Linked DNA regions of Gossypium hirsutum: region 2 is linked to region 1. A link is a contact called in public Hi-C data. All regions are on one chromosome and are shown on one strand. Each heading gives the region's core, a stretch centred on a gene start, on an enhancer-like site or on the middle of the called end of the contact. The rest is flanking DNA. Distances are from core to core; before and after follow the strand shown.

What was found. Hi-C and Micro-C count contacts between places; a contact is called where the count stands out from the background.
Region 2: a contact with region 1 is called in a Hi-C map of leaf, with 2.3 times the contacts expected there. The contact joins the promoter of LOC107958691 here to the enhancer-like site in region 1. A contact is called at or near these places in 12 of 34 Hi-C or Micro-C datasets (anther, callus, hypocotyl and 2 more).

Annotation. Positions count from the first base shown.
Region 1 is chrD13:48,882,141-48,885,291 of Gossypium_hirsutum_v2.1, forward strand. No RefSeq gene overlaps it. Among protein-coding and RNA genes, the nearest start is that of LOC121225818, 46 kb to the left of the region's middle. Within about 2 kb of position 1,636, at least 7 of the 9 cell types and tissues checked have an H3K27ac peak or open chromatin away from gene starts, as enhancers often do. A contact at or near this core is called in leaf, where this site is marked.
Region 2 is chrD13:48,989,527-48,992,677 of Gossypium_hirsutum_v2.1, forward strand. It overlaps LOC107958691 (proteasome subunit alpha type-2), which reads left to right and starts at 1,605. Exons shown (of 7, transcript XM_016894530.2): 1 at 1,605-1,649; 2 at 1,956-2,131; 3 at 2,410-2,486; 4 at 2,591-2,655; 5 at 3,078-3,124. The coding sequence starts at 1,605.

The DNA of each region.
Region 1 (3,151 bases), core at 386-2,885:
GTGCACTTGGAAAAATCTTTGTTTGCTAAAAGAAAATGGTGGCTTAGGTTTTCGAGATCTTAGTCAATTTAATATTGCGTTATTAGCTAAGCAAGGTTGGCGTCTCATTAATTTTCCAAATTCTTTGTTAGCCAGAGTTTTGAAAGCTAAATATTTCCCACATTCAAGTTTCTTAAATGCAGAGTTGGGGAATTTACCTTCATTTACCTGGAAGAGCATCTGGGCAGCAAGAGGACTCCTCCAAAGAGGGTTGGGTTGGAGAGTTGGTAAAGGTAATAGCATTTCTATTTGGGAAGACAATTCAGGGGATCGATAAGGTGGATGAACAAAATAGAACAAACAGAAGGGAACTACAATTAGTTTCAGACCTCATTGATAATTCAAGCAGAAAATGGAAGTCAGACTTAATTAATAGTACCTTTCAAGAAGATATTGCTCGGAAGATTCTACAAATTCCCCTGGCAGAGACCGAACATGAGGATATTCAGGTGTGGAGTGGAGAACTATCTGGTGAGTTTTCAGTACGTAGTGCCTATAAACTATTACAAGATGCTTCTGCAGCCAATGACTACTTATTACAGACCGAAATAAAAAAATTTTACAAAAAATTATGGGGCCAACAATTGCCATCAAAAATTGCAATTACAATTTGGAGGATTTCATGGGATTATATCCCTCATTTTGGAAATCTCAGATTAAGGAGGGTCATTTCAACTGCCTGTTGTCCACAATGTAACTCTAGAGTTGAAGAGAGTCTTCATGTTTTCCGAGAGTGTCCTTTCATAAGAGAAGTGTGGCAATCATTAAATTTATCATGGGTTATGGAGAATACGAGTCAGAATATATGGGAGTGGCTAACCTGGGTATTCAAGAACAGCAACTATAACCTGTGTCGGCTTTTTTGTTATGCATTATGGTTGATATGGTCCTTTAGAAACAAACTCATTCACGAGGGGAAAAATTCAACAGGAAGGGGGTTAGCTCAGAATATTCAGCGACACATGGCAGAATATGAAGGAATTAATGTTGTGAAGAAAACTGAGAGAATTTCCAGGAGTCACAGAATACAGAAGAACGTACCAAGATTATCGATCAAATTTGATGCAGCACTGGACAGTAGAACTTTCAAATCAGCGACTGGATTAGTAGGTTGGGATATGAGGGGAAATCTACTGGTGTTAAAAATGGTTATCCACAGAAATGTTCCCTCACCATTCGCAGTAGAGGCATATGCATGTTTGGAAGACATGAAATTAGGGATTGCATTAGGATCTCAGTCAGTTAGAATCATGGGAAACTCAAAAACAGTCATAAAGAAGAGCAAGGTGACTTCAACAGACAAATCGGTGATCAGTGCCATTATAAAAGATATTCAGAACAAGAAATCTTAGTTTCAAGATCTTACTTTTCAACACATTGATAGATCAGAGAACACACATGCACATGGTCTAGCAAAGAAAGCTCTTGTGAAAGAAGAAAACATTTACCTGATAAGAGAAGAACTGGAACGTCATATTTCAACTTTGGATGAAGATTGGCAAAGAAATCCGGATTGAAGAAATGGGTGAAGGAGCAGTATCCAATACAGATAGCTTAATGATGTTTAAATCTGTGGGGAAGAGCTATCGACAGAGCAGATGGGACCTTGGAAATGACTCTTCAATAGCCTTGATGGTATCTAGCTGTTCTGAATTTGACTGGGATAGGTTTTCATTCGGTTTATTTTATTTTCATTTAATGCTTTTGTTTTCTTTTAATTATCTAGCTTTGATTGACGTTTTCTAGGGGGTTTTTCTTTCCTGGCTGTTTAGGAAAAAATTTATGTTGTTTCTTTCTCTGTTTGTTGCTTTGACTTTGGGCCCTTTGATTTAGGCTGATTGGATTGTTCTTTTTAATTCATTATAAATACCCAGTCATTCTTTCAAAAAAAAAAAAAAAGTAAGGTTGCACTACCCTCACACACCCACCATACTATTTTTATTTCCATTTCCATTTTATAAAATGGAAAATTTTCACTTTTAGTCCCTTTGATATACTCAAATTTGAGATTTAGTCATTATACTGTAATTTCTAACATAAGTTGCTCTCTCTATTTTTATAATATCATTAATTAGTTTAAATATTTAATATCGTTAACTTTTCAATTAAATTATTACGTGGTTTTATATAATTACAAAGTGAATTTTAAAATTCAAAAAGTAGAGGGATTAAATTCTTAAAAATAAAAGTAGGAGGATTAAATTCCAAATGTATGAACTGTAGAGACTTAGAGTCATGGTTGTTTGAACCGGATCGAATTGGCCAAAATACCGGTCTGAAAAGAGACATCAGATCGATTTGTCCACGAATTGATAGGCTAAAAATCTATTGAATCGATTTTTTATTTTTTTATAATTTTTCTATAATTTATTTAATCAAATTGTACAACTAATAAATTGACCAATTTAACCATTGATTCAATTAAGAAAACTTAACTTAAACTATATTTTAATATTCAAACTTTTATTTTATAATTAAAACAAATAAAGAATTAACTCAACGCAAAAACAATCCCTTTAATTATACCAATGCATCATCGCATTATTTTAGACATTCTTTGATGTTTTCAAGAGTATTCAATCTTAAATTCACTCATGTTGGCAGGCAGTGACTTTTATGTTTATATTCATGAAATATTTTTATTATTGAAGTTCAGATCACATTAATATTTCCCTCTTTTCTGTTTTTTCCTAATAATTTTTTTCTTAACAAATAAAATTTTATTAATAAACGTGCAAAGCACCAAAGAAAAGTACAAAACTCCAAAAAAGAATAACAAAATCAAACAGAACATGATTCCAAAAAAGGAATACAATGAAACAAAACCTAAGAAATGACGCTCTCAATGCTTTGGATCCCTTAGCCTCTCACTTTCAGCGTACTCAAATCATAATCTCATCAAAATCTTCACGAAACAAGCCCAACTCCAAAACCAACAATCTCCCATTTGGAGACGCACCAAGCCTTTGAAAACAAATAAAGAGAACTAAACTCAACATTAAGCAATTTACCTGGTTCCGTGTTACTATTGCAATTGAAAAGGGTTTTAAAAAATTTCTTAATTTTAAGTGTTAGGCATTGTTACCGAATTTTTGTAAATGTTAAAATATCT
Region 2 (3,151 bases), core at 355-2,854, 110 kb after region 1:
ATCTACCCTTAGATTTACCATAAGGATTTCGTTCCTGTATCCTTTCACGATCATCATCAACATTTCGATCTTGTCTTCCACGAACAATAAGACCCTCTTCCTGAGAGTCGGGTTTAACCATAAGATGCTTTATCTTATCATACGAGGTTAAAGAATCTTAAACCTCATCAACTGTAAGAGACTCGCGAATATATAATCGTGTCTCTAAAGGTTGAATAAAATAGGGGCAACGAAAAAAAGTATAATAAACTGAACCTCTATGGCCTTCAAATCTGAGAGAATTTCTTTAAACACTATTAAGTGTTCATGCACAGACACACCTTCCACAAAAAGTTTATCAAGTTCCACAAATCAAATCTCCCAAAAAAATGCAAAATTGAAAATAACCTAGAGCCTAAGAAAAGGGAAAAAATAAAAACTGAAATTACAAAAAAAAATTATAAGGTATGAAAAGTTGTCCATAACAAGTGTTAAATAAGCTTATTTATAGAGTTAGGTTTGTCGTCATCCTCAACCCTAGGTCATCTGACACTCGTGTTTAATATTTTATTGTGTAGACCAAAATGCCCCAAGCTCGTAAGTATTTCTCGTATAGGACCGATGCCGTGACACCCTAGTGCTTGTGTCGCAACATTGAAGGTAGTATGCTCGTACTTAGGGTAGCTTTAGGGGTGTGTCACGACATCCCTTGGTTGTGTCGTGACACTGAAGGCAGTCTTGGAATGGTTGCTCTCTACTCTCTATGTTGAGACACCAAACTCCCCGTGTTGCAACACAACACCCAATATTGAGTTGGTATGCCTTTTAATTTTCTCCTACATACTCACAAAGTATATTAGCTCACCCTAAGGCCTCATTCGGCCCCTAAGGTCAATAAAAGACTCAAATTACACATTTTATTGAATGTAAATGAAATTCTAAAAACTCAACTAAAACATGATAAAATGCTTGTATTCAAGCTCCTTAAATGCAAAAGCTAGTTTAATCTGCTACATCCAATTACGACAAATCAGTCATGCATATACAGTAATAATTCAGACATTCAAATAATGAATTCCAATACTCATGTTATTAGGTTTCAATTGAGATAAATAAAACTCTAAAAACAGTTCGACGACTATTCAGGGACTAAACTAAGAAAATCATAAAATTCTGGCTAGAACTATGAAACAGGGGTCACACAGCCGTGTAACAAACTGTGTCCTTGTGGAAATTACAAAATTAAGCTACAGGGGAGACACGTCTATGTGGCAGGCCGTGTGAGATTCAAACTATCCTTGGATTCCAAAGGCATATGGCTATGTGAGGGGCCATGTGGTCCACCCGTGTGGCCCTAATCCTAGGCACAGTTTGCCCTGACTCGCTTGTAAAAGAACACACACCTTCCACCGGAAGCCCGAACAAAATCCCTCACATTCAAATATGATCGATGCACCTGACATAGGTCCTTCAAACAACATTTATACTCGAGTTACTGATTGGTTTCTAGATTCATCAAAATTATCGAAAGATTTGAAAAAAACGAGAAAGATTGTGTAATCAGATTATAAGTTTAATGTGGATAAGAGTTTTACAAAAAATAGAGTTTAAACATCGGGATTGAGATGTACTTCCCAAACTTAGATGAAAAGAATCAGATGCTATCAATGGTGTAATCGACAATTGGTAGGGAAAATGATTTAGTCGAGAATTGATTGTGATGCAGGAAGCAAAAATAATTTCAACAATGGAGAGAAAATATTATAAAAAGAGAAAGATGAAAAAGAAAAGGAGAAGGAAAAGGGAAAAGACTACAAAAATTTTGTTTGGTTAAGAAAAGGAAGTCAAAATTCAAATGTAATTAGGAAAAGGGCTAAATACTTAGAGCATGTTTGGTTGGGGAATAGGAATGCATTCCCCCTATTCCCTGGGCCCACCACCAAACAGACGTTTGCTTGGGTGTAATTCTATTACAGCCCTATTCCCTTCCGTGTCTATTACTGATATTGGCTGTAATAGCCATTCTGAGTTTGAAGCGGGGAATAGAGATTCCCCATCAATTCCCAATTTTATTTTCCTTTTTCTGCCCTCATCCTCTCCCGACGTTTTCCAATTTTTTCCCTTCCAGATTTCTACTTCTTCTTCTGGTACGGTACGTTTCTTTTCTTCTCACATTTCTTTTCTTTTCTCTATTTTCTTTTCTCCAGATTTCTACTTCTTCTTCCAAATTTTTTTCCCTGTTTTTCTTTTCTTTTCTTTTTTGTAAAATCGATTTTGATTTTGATTTTGTTTTTCTTTTGGTTTTGCTTGCGCTCAAATCTGGAATATTTCTTTTCTATAATGTTTTCATCGCTTTATAGCTTTGTTAATGTACTATATTTCATAATTTTTTTAGAACAAAAGTTCTTTTTTTGTTGTGTTCTTGAACAGTCCTTCAGGAAAGCTAGTTCAGATCGAGCACGCCTTGACAGCAGTAGGATCGGGTCAAAGATCTCTTGGAATCAAAGGTTTCGTTGTTTTCTTTTTAAAAAAGGGTTTTGGAATTTTAGAAGTAGTAAAAAAGTTACTGATGGTTTTGATTTTTATGCTAATAAATGGTTTTAAATTACAGCTGCTAATGGGGTAGTAAATGCTACTGAGAAGAAATTGCCTTCAATCTTGGTTGATGAAACCTCTGTGAGTATATTATTTAGTACCATACACTCACACTTTCTATCTGCATTTGAATTTCTAGATTTTCCCATGTTACATCGACCTCGGTGTCAATATGACCTTGGGTATTGGGTTTACCAAAAATTAAGGAATGGTTGAATGCACTCACTTCCTAGCAATAGAAACATGCAATGCTTGTACTTGCTTAATTACATTTAGCTTTTGTTTTGAGAAAATATGTGAGGCTCTACGTTATCATGTAAAAGATAACTGATAATTGATGATGCTTTAGTTTTCTTTTCCTGGTAGAATTAGTTAGTTCTTTTGAAGCAATTCAACTTTATAATGTATGAAGATTAAAAGCCTAGGGTATTCAATTTCTAGTTCCATGCTGATGATTTTTTGTTAATTACCACAAAATGTGGACATTTGATGTCTGATTTCAGGTTCAGAAAATACAGTGTCTGGCACCAAATATTGGAGTTGTTTACAGGTTTCTTTTCATTCTGCAATTATCTGG